Linked DNA regions of Mus musculus: regions 1 and 3 are each linked to region 2. Evidence: chromatin contacts called from public HiChIP or PLAC-seq and promoter capture Hi-C data. All regions are on one chromosome and are shown on one strand. Each heading gives the region's core, a stretch centred on a gene start, on an enhancer-like site or on the middle of the called end of the contact. The rest is flanking DNA. Distances are from core to core; before and after follow the strand shown. Region 1 has its middle 50 kb from the start of Pou1f1. Region 2 holds the start of Htr1f (5-hydroxytryptamine (serotonin) receptor 1F). Region 3 holds the start of 4930453N24Rik (RIKEN cDNA 4930453N24 gene).

Region 1 (3,484 bases), core at 852-3,351, 370 kb after region 2:
AAGGCTCTGACAGGGGAAGGGTATAGGAGACTTTCAGGATAGCATTTGAAATGTAAATGAAGAAAATATCTAATAAAATAATGAAAAGAGAAAAAAAATGAAACCTTAAGTGATTTATGCTCTTTTTTTCCAATTATTTTTATTGGATATTTTCAGGAGACAGCCATATCAGGCTGCTTTCAGCATGCACTTCTTGGCATCCACAATAGTGTCTGGTGACTGTATATGGGATGAATCCCCAGTTGGGACAGTCTCTGGATGGCCTTTCCTTTAGTCTCTGCTCTAAACTTTATCTCCATATTTGCTTCTGTGAGTATTTTATTCTCCTATTAACTAGTAACATTATATCAATCAGTCAATCAATATTAATATTAATATTAGATATCTCAGGGGTCCAGGTTATTTGAGACTGCTGGTCATCCTATTGGTTTGCCCTCCTCCTCAGTTTCTTCCTCCTTTTCCCTAATTCAACCCCACAGGCTGAAGTCCATTGGTTGGGTGTAAGTTATCTGCATCTTACTCTTTCAGCTGCTTGTTGGGCCTCTCGGAGGACAACTATGCTAGGCTCCTGTTTGTGAGCACACCATAGCATCAGTAATAATATCAGGGCCCCAGACCTCCCCTTGAGCTGGATCCCAATTTGGGACAGTCACTGTACTGACTTCCTTTCCTTTCCCTCAGTTTCTTCCCCATCTTTGTCCCTGCAGTTCTTTTAGATAGGAACAAATCTGGGTCAAAGTTTTTGACTGTAGGATGGCAACCCCAAGACCAGCAAATTCGAGTCTGATTTTATACCCATCTCCAAATCTATAAGCTAACAGTATTTGAACTCAATATCTTACCTTTCCTAGTAAAGAAATCTCTGTCCCAGCCACCAGTGGCAATTTATTCCACATATTATTCATAGCCAATCTCCTCTGCTTTTGAAATGCTGTATTTCTTTACTGTTATGTTTTTAGCCATGCAGCAGTTTACACATATATTGTAGCAGAATTTGCGTTCAAAGCTTTATGCCTCAGTTCATAATTTCTGGCCAGTTATAATCTGAATTTGTCTGCTTCCTTTCTCAGTCAATCACTCTAAAATGCTCCAAGTCACTATGCCCACTTCCTTACTTTCTTTTTCAAATTAACTTCCATCACCATCAATCTCCCCAAACCAGCTGTCAAACTTCAAGTGATGAAACACAAGGAGAACTTTTGCGCTCCCATTAAGATTGCCTGCAAAGGAGCTTTTGACAAATAACACTTCTCTTTTCTGCAAAAGAATTGCCCTCCTGTAGGCTCTAGGGTTCCACGCCTGCCTGGCTTTCTTGCTTACCTATTTGTGTACCTCTACCGTCAGGTTTTCTGTCTCATTTTCTGGTTCTGTCTTCTCAATTTAACTTCAAAATTCAGAATTCCCCAAGATAACACAAAACAATCCTTCCACTTACCCAACCTCCATTTTATCATCAGAGGACTGTTTTTTTTTTTTTTTTCCTCTTGTGGCTGCAAATATCATTACTATGGTGATGGTTTCTACAATTTTAATTTAGATAAGACCACTTTTGTAAGATGCATGTTCAATTCCTAGTTGAAATCTCTACTCAGAAATATTTAATCCATATCTATTTTGATCTGTCTTCCAGCTTTACCCTGTCTTCACTCATGAGATAAAATTCAACATATTTCCCTTCTCAGAATTATAGAAAACACATTTGAAACTTTTCTAATTCCAATTCATCACAAAATTATTAATATTTTTTGGCATTCACCATCTACCACACCATGCTCACAAACAATATTATTTTTTTCATTACTCACCATTAGCTAAAACAAAGAAGGAAATTGGCAGTAGAGAAAGTTTAACCAGTTTTAAAGGGCACATAGTTCAGAAAGAACATACCCGAGACTTTAGGTCAGACTCTTAACTTTCAGAATTCATTATTTATTACTATCATACTGTGTCTCAGCGTATAATAAAATCTTAAGTAACATGGTCATAGGACTTCTTGTGAGCCAGGTTTAATTTCAAGTGTTTAAACAATATTAAATCATATGGGGAATACATTGTCATTACTTCTGCTTTTATATATCAGAAAATGACATGGAGAGGTTAAGTAATCATCGCAGGGCCAGTAAAACACAGAAATAGAATTCGCAGGCTCCAGAGTCTGTGTTCTTAATCACAAACATATGTTTCCTTCCCTCCTCTTGTGGCTTCTATATCCAACATTTGTGTCGATGTTTTTAAGGCTCAGGTATGAGAGATTTTTAGGAAGGAAGCTAGAATACACAACTTGCTATGAAGCTAGAAAACATAATGCAATTTATTAAAGTTGGATGGGTTCAGGCAGTTGAGAAAAATATTTTTAAGATAATTATTAAATTGTCTGAGCCAAGCCAAGAGAAATGGAGTCTTCAAGGTAGCAAAACCACCATGAATTCAGCTGCATATGTAGCAGAGGATACCATTGTCTAGCATCGATAGGAGGGGAAACCCTTGGTCACGTGAAGGCTCAATTCCCCAGTGTAGGGGAATGCCAGGGTGGTGAGGTGGGATTGGGTGGGAGAGGGAGCATCCTCATAGAAGTAGGGGGAGGGGGTAAGAGACAGGAGTTGCAGAGGTAGAACAGGGAAAGGGGATCACATTTGAAATGTAAATACATAAAATATTCAATAAAATGTTTTTAAAAAGGAAAATAAGCAACACAAAACATATTACAGCATATGCACTGAGTGTGCCACTATTATGAGCATATGGCACAGACATAACCAGGCAGAAATATGAATAATCTGTTCCTCTTTTCATGGGATATAGAGAAGGCAAAGAGGGTTATCAACATGATAAACTATCTGCAGGTTGTCTAAGGCTAAGATGCATATTCACTGACAACTCAAGTAAACTGTCCAGTAAATCCTGAGAATTCCACCCAGGTTCCTCACTGGGGCTTAAGGTCAAATGAACAAATTAGGCAACAGATTTGAGAGAGCATAAAACATGTGAGACTTCAATCCCATGTATCAACAACAAGAGAATTTATCACCAGGGACCATCCAGCAGGTGGCATGTTGAAATCTTTTTCATGTCTCTCAGATTCATATAATTTGGAAGAGAAAAAAAATAGGATTTACTTTTGAAATGGTTCTATCTTGAGTCCATGTTTTGCTGAGATTTCATATCAGGATCCAGATTAAACACTACAAAGCATATTTATAAAATTATAAAAATGAAATATCTAATATAAAATGCTGAAATGGGATCAATGCATTTACAAATGATTTAAATGTGTCAACAGAAGGATGGACAGCAGAGTAAGAACTAGAAGTTATATTAGATTTCATGTTTTTTTAAAGAAAATCAAAATTAACCCATAAAAAAATAAGCAATATACATGTTAAGAGGCCACTCTTTAAGATCAGTACATTTATAAAGCAAAGAATTCACAGGTTTTCAAAGTTTAAGAATTTTTTACTGATACCTATGGTGAAAGGCAAAATTT
Region 2 (3,548 bases), core at 314-2,813:
GTTTTCCTTATGGAACTGACCCTGAGCAGGTAGGTTTGAGTAAGATGGGCAAAGGCAAGGACTACTTCATCTTATGAGAAAGCTGGGAGTAGCGATATTAGCACTTGCCCTTAAATTTACAGACTGGGGAGAAGGGGGTCATTGAAAGCCATAGAGAAGGGCTGCTTCTTCAGTCTCCCTCAGCTGTGTGGGATTGTCGTTCCCTCAATGGAAGACAGCCAAGTTCCTTCCGTCTGTCTCCCCATAAACAGACATTTAGGGCAAATCAAATGTGAATATCACCATATTGCTGATCATCAACTCTAGGCTCACAGATGTATATGTAAACGGGATAGAAATATAATTCATTTGAAAACATTTGGGGGTGGGTGGGTCTGGGCACTAGCACCTTTAAAATGCAGGTGAATGACAATGACTTAGGTTCTCCAGAAAAACTTGAGGGCTGGGCAGGCTACCTGTTTATTCCTTCTTCAATTACCACCCTTCATCTCATCATCATCCTGTATTAATCACTGACATCCTCAGGAACCACTTAGCTATAGGAGAAAACAAGTCTTTACCTCAGTGTTTTCTTCAGATGCATGCCAGGACATTTCAGTCATGTTCCTACCCAGTGGCCAAACCAAATTCTACACCGAAGGCAGCCCAACTGCCAACCTCTGGGCATATGCTTGCTTCTCTCCTTTCTTTCATTCCTCACTCTTGGCATGCAGCTAAGGGTCTTTCAGCCCCTTTTGGATACAAGCACCAGGAACAAGAGGATGGCCCCTCATTCTGCCATCCCTTCCTTTTCTTTGCCTATTGGTCCCTGTAAACAAGAAGAGACCAACAAATCTTTCCTAGGCAAGTTCCTGTAGCAGCTAGGGACTTTGTGGAGCTAGGTGAGGGTCTGCTTGGAGCTTTACCTCATCTGTCCCGACCCACGGGAAGTAAAGTTGGAAAACTACCAACGCTTTTTTGTCTACACCTCCCCAAACTCCTACACAGATCTTATCATTTTCTGTTTGATCCATCTCCAGATATGACCAAGTGATGGATTCGATGACACTCCTGACCTCTAGTTGGGTTTCTGCACATCCTAGCTTCTACCCTTGGCAAGCTCACTGGATACCTGCATCCTCACTAGGATGTTGGCGTCACGGTCTGGAACCCACACCTCTCCCCAGAGTCTGGGACCAGGTCCCTTCATGCACTGAAGACCACCTGCTCCACCCAGGATCCTGCCTTTCCCTCAAAGTTAGCCCTCGGGAAGCGAGCTTCAGTTTTTGCGGTTCCATCAAAGTAGCAGGGGGGAAGGAATTGTCATCCCCAACCCCTACACCTCCGCCTCCGGGCCGGACCATCCCGTGCCTCCCGCCGCCCGCCGCGCGCTTTCCGGTGCCCAGGGCAGCCTCGCGTACTCACCAGAGCGAAGCTAAGGGGCTCTGGTCCCTAGCCCGCCGCGGTCGTTCTCTGGCGACAACAGCGCGTCCCGGCTGCTCTTGGGTGGCGAGCTGAATGCGCGCTGCAGCTTGGGGCGCAGCTCTAGGGCGGGTTCCAGACGCCAGTCCACTCGAGGGCCGACGCCCCGGGGATCACCTCAGCACCTCGCTCTTCTAGCTTCTTCCACTTTTCCTCCTCCTCCCAGTGTCTTCTTTCGTCCCCTCCCTCCCCTTGGACTGATGCTTGGAGAAGGGAGGGGGAGGGAAAAAGTCCCGTCCTTTTAACTCCACTGATACCTTGGAGATTATCTGTTCGGGAAATCTGGAAATGATGCGAAGCACCTTTCTGCAAATAGCTTAAAGAAAACGATCTTGTTTCCCTTAACTTTTCATCCTTGGACGGACTCCTTCCTTCATTTGCGTCTTAAAACCTCTAAGGATGGGTGGAAATAAAGCGAGGGTCAGATGACGGGTACAAAGGCATTTTAGGCAACAATTTTGGAGAGTGCCTTAGTAGGTGGCCCCGAGATCTGTTTACTCACAATTTCACAAAGTAGGCATTTCTTGAAAAAAAAAATGGAGTTGAGGGCAAAGGAAGCGGGGGTAGGGTGGGGTGGGGGGTGGTAAGGTACTGAATCAAGGTTGATTTAGTTTCTTTTTGGTGGTTCATGCCAGAGACATCTTGGAATAAAACTCCCTCCATTGCTTTCCCAGGATGTGACCTTGAAAGGGTATTTGACCTTTGCTGTTTTGCTATTATTTATCTCCCCTCCTCCTCCTTCTTCCTTCTTTCTTTCCAGATTTGTATTTCATAGCTCTTTACAGGGGTTTCATCACCCTGCCAGGAACTGCCAAAATCTATCTTGACCTTGGAATGTGGCTGTTTCCTGGAAGGTAGACATTTTGCAAAATTTAAGCAGGTCTCCACTGGGAGCCAATAAGGGACAGACTTTCTTGGGCAGAGCTATACCCACTGTCCAATGGTGGACCCAACCACGATAGAGTTGTACCCAAGGACTGACTGTAGATTTATCTTTCTGGGAAAACCCTATCACAGAGATATACTTTCTGCTCTTCTCTCCCATGCCCGCGCTTCCTATGATCCAAAGTGAATTTTTAGAAATCTGCCTTATAAACCAAGCCTGTGTTTTCCAGCTCATGTTCCTTCTGTTGGTGATGCCAACTTTGTTCCCTGGCATCATATATTTAAATGAGATGCTGTCTATAGGCATAAGGCCTGGCACTCTGTACTTGGTAAATGTTAGCTGAATCGTGGCGATTTCAGATCAGTGTTAGCATTTACCTCCCATTTTCATTCCTTTCCATATTTCCTAACACTCACTTCCCTGTTTCAAATTGCATAGCTCTAGCCCCATCCCTTATAAATATATGTCAATATAAATATATGGCTACTTATTTAGGAAATACAGCGGAAGTTGAGATTTATGACACTCGGTGTAGAGTGAAGTCATTTTCCTTGCTATTGTATTGACCATCTCGGTTTTACCTCCAGCATATTGTACAACAAATCTTCTTAGTGACAGCCATAAAGTGCAAGGTTATACCACCTCAACAAGCAGATTGAGAATGTCTTGACCTGCTACTGTTTCTGCAGTGACATTGCCCTCAAGAGATACAAAGATATTCTGAAAATGTACAGGTCCAATAGGTTTTCATCTTCAGTTTAAGAAGGTAATAGGAACCAGCTTGAAATGTGGAAAACTGCAGACCTCAAGTTTGTGCATATTTTCAGATGACAGATGTGGACTCCTGCAATTGGAATCAGCAATTCGAGAACAAGCCTACTGGAACAGACTGCATTAAGTGAATCTATAGGAAAGACCACACCCGTAATGCAAAAGACATCTAAGTTTTCAGATGCCTCGCTGCTGGCCGCTGCTGCTACTGCAAGAAATGAATTTGCTTGGGTTCTGTGATGAAAACGCACCTTGCACACTGCAGTAGGACCTTGCGCCCTAGAGGGATCCCATTGTTATTCAGTGCACAGATACTTAAGCTAGCAGTGAGGACAGCATCCTAGCCCTCAGCAAGTTTTCTCTGGGTGAATGGAAGATGATGTAGAAGGAGTACCTTAGATTGCTTCAAAAGATACTGAATAACACTGGA
Region 3 (3,355 bases), core at 208-2,707, 330 kb before region 2:
AGCGCCACCACGCCCGGCTCATCTGTCTGCTTTTTTAATCCCTTAAATTTTAAACTTCCTTTACCTTGCTAGGCAGTGGTGGTACACACCCTTAGACCCAGCAGAAGCAGCCAGATCTCTTGAGTTCGAGGCCAGCCTGGTCTACAAAGTGAATCAAAGACAGCCAGGACTACACAGTGACCCAGAAAATTTCTGACCCAGAAAAAAAATGTATTTCTATGCCCCAAATACCTAAGATCCATAAACCTTGAAAAAAATGATTAAAATCACAATATATGATACCAAGGAATGTTGTCAAACTTCTGATTTTACAGATAATCGAAGCTGAAAAACAGCAGCATCAAGATGTTTTTAAACTAAAAAGTTGGGCTGAAAGCACAGACCAAATATCTTTCAAATAGACTACTGCTGCAAAATAGCAAGAATTAAAAAAAAGAAAAAGAAAAAGACAATGCACTCATTACATCTACCTTCCAAAGATCTTATTCCACAGACACACAGTATCTTTGATGCCCCTATTTCCAACTTCCCTAAAGACGCTATCACCTTTTCCCCATCCATTTCAGAATAGCTACTAAATTTGGTGGTTTGTTTTGGAGGCTTGAGGGTGTTCTTCTTTTTGTTTTGTCTGTCATTTTCTATCCCTTTCTTTTCAACAACATTCGTTTCACTAATGTATTTTAGTAAGGATATTTTTAATGTCTTATAAATGCAACGTACATATGTCCGTTTTGTCTTTTATACAACCTTTTGATTTAAAAAACAAAAACAAAAGAAGCTGTGGTCTTGCTACTTCCCAACTAGGAATGAATGTAGGACGAAGAGGCTGAGCATTCCTTGACATACGTGGATTAAAACTGTCCGCCTTTTATTTGTTTCGGTGGGTATTTACCTAAGACACTGACAAATAGTGTTTATTATTTCCCTTCGGGCTGAAAGAAAACAGCAGGAGCTGACTGATCTCCGTGGAGATCGAAACTGAAAACTGAAACATACTCTGGGATGCTCTTAAAAATCATGGGAATGGGCTCATCTGGTGCTCATCCGGGTCCGCATGTCCGCAAAAGTTTGCCCAGCCGGTACCACGGTCCGACTCACCAGCGCGCCGGGACCCGGCTCGGCCGGCGGGCGGGGAGGCTGCAGAGCTGTGCAGCGCCAACCCGGAGGCCTTCCCTGGGCTTCGGCGACAACCGGACCCGACCGGACCCGACCGGACCCGACCCCTGGGGGTGACAAGGCCCCTGCCGGCGCCTACCTTGGCGGTCCACAGGCTGCACCAGGCGGTTGGTGACGGTGTCGCAAAGGGCCATGATCTCGTCGTTGTCCAGCAGGCCGAGTAGGTTTCGGCAGCCCTCCGACTCTAAGTGGCTGAGCCCCGACATCTCGCCCCCGGGGATGGGGGGCAGAGGACGACGCCACCAGTGTCGCCCTCACGGCCCGCGGGCCGGCCGGCGCCTTGGCAACAGACACCGGAAGTGCCTTTTCAATCCCTCGCAAGCGCCGGAAGGGTCTCGGAGATTCCAGCCCCTCTCTGGGCGGAAGTGCTAGCTCAGAAAGTCAGCGAGGAAATGTGGTTCCGACTTGGGGCTCCGGCCTCTATTGGAGTAGAGTTCCACAGTTCGCGGTTTAAAGAAGTGTCCTGAGCATCTATCCACCTTCCACTCGAGGCTGGGCTAGAAACGAACCTGGGGGTGGGGGGTGGGGGGGAGCGCCTCCGAAGGGGCGACTTAAAGTGCGGCGCATGCGCGCGCGTGCCTGATGGTGGAGGCAGGGGTGGAGAGGCCAAGAGAGCTTCCATCATACCCCTGTACTTTTGAAGGTCTGTCCTCTTCTAGCCGCTTCTGAGTTAGGGGAGCCATCACTTTGATATTCTTTAGCTACAAAGATTAGACTACACTTTGAAACGCTCTAGGTTTTAAAAGGACTATAACTTGCTTCTCCGCCTTTGAGATAGCTAGATAATTAATTTAACCCAATTAATTGAATCTCAGTTGAACCTCAATTGCCAGCTGGTTGGTCATTAAGTATACTTGAAACAACCTGGGACTTCAGATTTGCATCTAATGTGGAGCTGGAGGGGCAGGGTGCCACACAATCTTGGGACTACGCCTCTAGCTGCAGGACCTGCCTGCCATTAGATTTGAATTAGTGGCTGGTGTCCCCTAAATGCAGTTAGTAGTCATTTGGTTGGTGTGGGGAAACACCGTGGGTGGAAAGTGATTTGTGTTATGAATATTAGAAGGAGAAACTGGATTTCTATTAGAGTTGCTGCTTCTGCTTCTTCTTCTTCTTCTTCTTCTTCTTCTTCTTCTTCTTCTTCTTCTTCTTCTTCTTCTTCTGTTTCTTTTTTCTTTTCTTTTCTTTTTTTTTTTTTTTTTTTTTTTGGTTTTTCTAGACAGGGTTTCTCTGTGTAACCCTGGCGGTCCTAGAACTCACTTTGTAGACCAGAATGGCCTCAAACTCAGAAATCCGCCTGCCTCTGCCTCCCGTGTGCTGGGATTAAAGGCGTGCACCACATTGCCCGGCTCTAGAGTTTTTTTTTTTTTTTTTCTAAATACAGAACTATTGAGATTTGGGGCAGGGTAATTTATTGCTGTAGAGGTTGCAGGATGCCTAACACCATCCCTACATTTCCACAAAGAATAGTGTGCCCCTTCTCTCACTTGATACAAGTGAAAATACCTCCAGGCTAACAAACGTTCCCTGAGAAGGAAAATCATGCCCAGGTGAGCCATTGATTCAAACCCTGCCCAAGGTGGTTTCTGAGATGATGAAAATATTGTTGTATTGCCCATACTAACGACTGTCCACATCTGGATTTTGAGATCTCGAAATATAGTAGTAAAACCGAAGAACAATTTCAAATTTTGTGTGAATTTGAATAAAGTTTTAATATCCACATGTGGCAAGTGGCTACTGGATTGGATCATGCAGATCTAAAAATGTGAAGGCCATTCTGTAGATGTGTTTTATGTTTGACCTCTGACTTCAGTTCTTTTATTTCTAAACAATTCTTGCAGATAACCTCAAGGGTTTCCTTATGATAACTACCTTAGACATGTATTGCAGGTCTCTGCTTCAAAGCCTATGTTCTTGATGTTTTACTTAAGAGGGTCTTCTCTTTAGACATTTTCCTTAGCTCATTTTTCCTACCGTTTATTCATGTCCCTGCTTCAAAATATTACTAGGAAGGCCCTAATGATTTACTGTATTCAAACTCACCACCCACAGTCTGCTTATGTTTCCTACCCATTTCATTTGTCTCCAAAGTGTTTATACAGTTTAGTATATTATAGTGTTTATTGTTCCTATCCCACACCCATCCCACTATAAGGTGTGTTCTGTAGAGCAAACA

The links. Promoter capture Hi-C pulls out the DNA fragments that hold promoters and counts their contacts. HiChIP or PLAC-seq counts read pairs in DNA pulled down with a chosen protein or histone mark.
Region 1: an H3K4me3 HiChIP or PLAC-seq map of craniofacial prominence shows a contact between it and region 2, with 5 times the contacts expected there. The contact joins the enhancer-like site here to the promoter of Htr1f in region 2. A contact is called at or near these places in 9 of 39 promoter capture datasets (the 3T3-L1 cell line, the C10 cell line, the HPC-7 cell line and 5 more), 2 of 15 datasets of contacts at CTCF or cohesin (large pre-B cells and pro-B cells), 4 of 484 Hi-C or Micro-C datasets (LSK cells, bone marrow-derived macrophages, cerebral cortex and 1 more), 1 of 115 datasets of contacts at active chromatin or transcription factors (craniofacial prominence) and 2 of 9 other capture datasets (embryonic stem cells and liver).
Region 3: a promoter capture Hi-C map of neural stem cells shows a contact between it and region 2. The contact joins the promoter of 4930453N24Rik here to the promoter of Htr1f in region 2. A contact is called at or near these places in 1 of 39 promoter capture datasets (neural stem cells), 2 of 484 Hi-C or Micro-C datasets (nephron progenitors and pancreatic cancer cells) and 1 of 9 other capture datasets (pancreatic islet).

What each region holds. Positions count from the first base shown.
Region 1 is chr16:65,468,725-65,472,208 of GRCm38.p6, forward strand. No RefSeq gene overlaps it. Among named protein-coding and RNA genes, the nearest start is that of Pou1f1, 50 kb to the right of the region's middle. Within about 2 kb of position 2,102, at least 13 of the 459 cell types and tissues checked have an H3K27ac peak or open chromatin away from gene starts, as enhancers often do. A contact at or near this core is called in bone marrow-derived macrophages and craniofacial prominence, where this site is marked.
Region 2 is chr16:65,104,221-65,107,768 of GRCm38.p6, forward strand. Htr1f (5-hydroxytryptamine (serotonin) receptor 1F) reads right to left here and starts at 1,564. Exons shown (of 3, transcript NM_008310.3): 1 at 1,405-1,564.
Region 3 is chr16:64,769,482-64,772,836 of GRCm38.p6, forward strand. It overlaps 4930453N24Rik (RIKEN cDNA 4930453N24 gene), which reads right to left and starts at 1,458. Exons shown (of 3, transcript NM_026273.2): 1 at 1,256-1,458. The coding sequence starts at 1,382.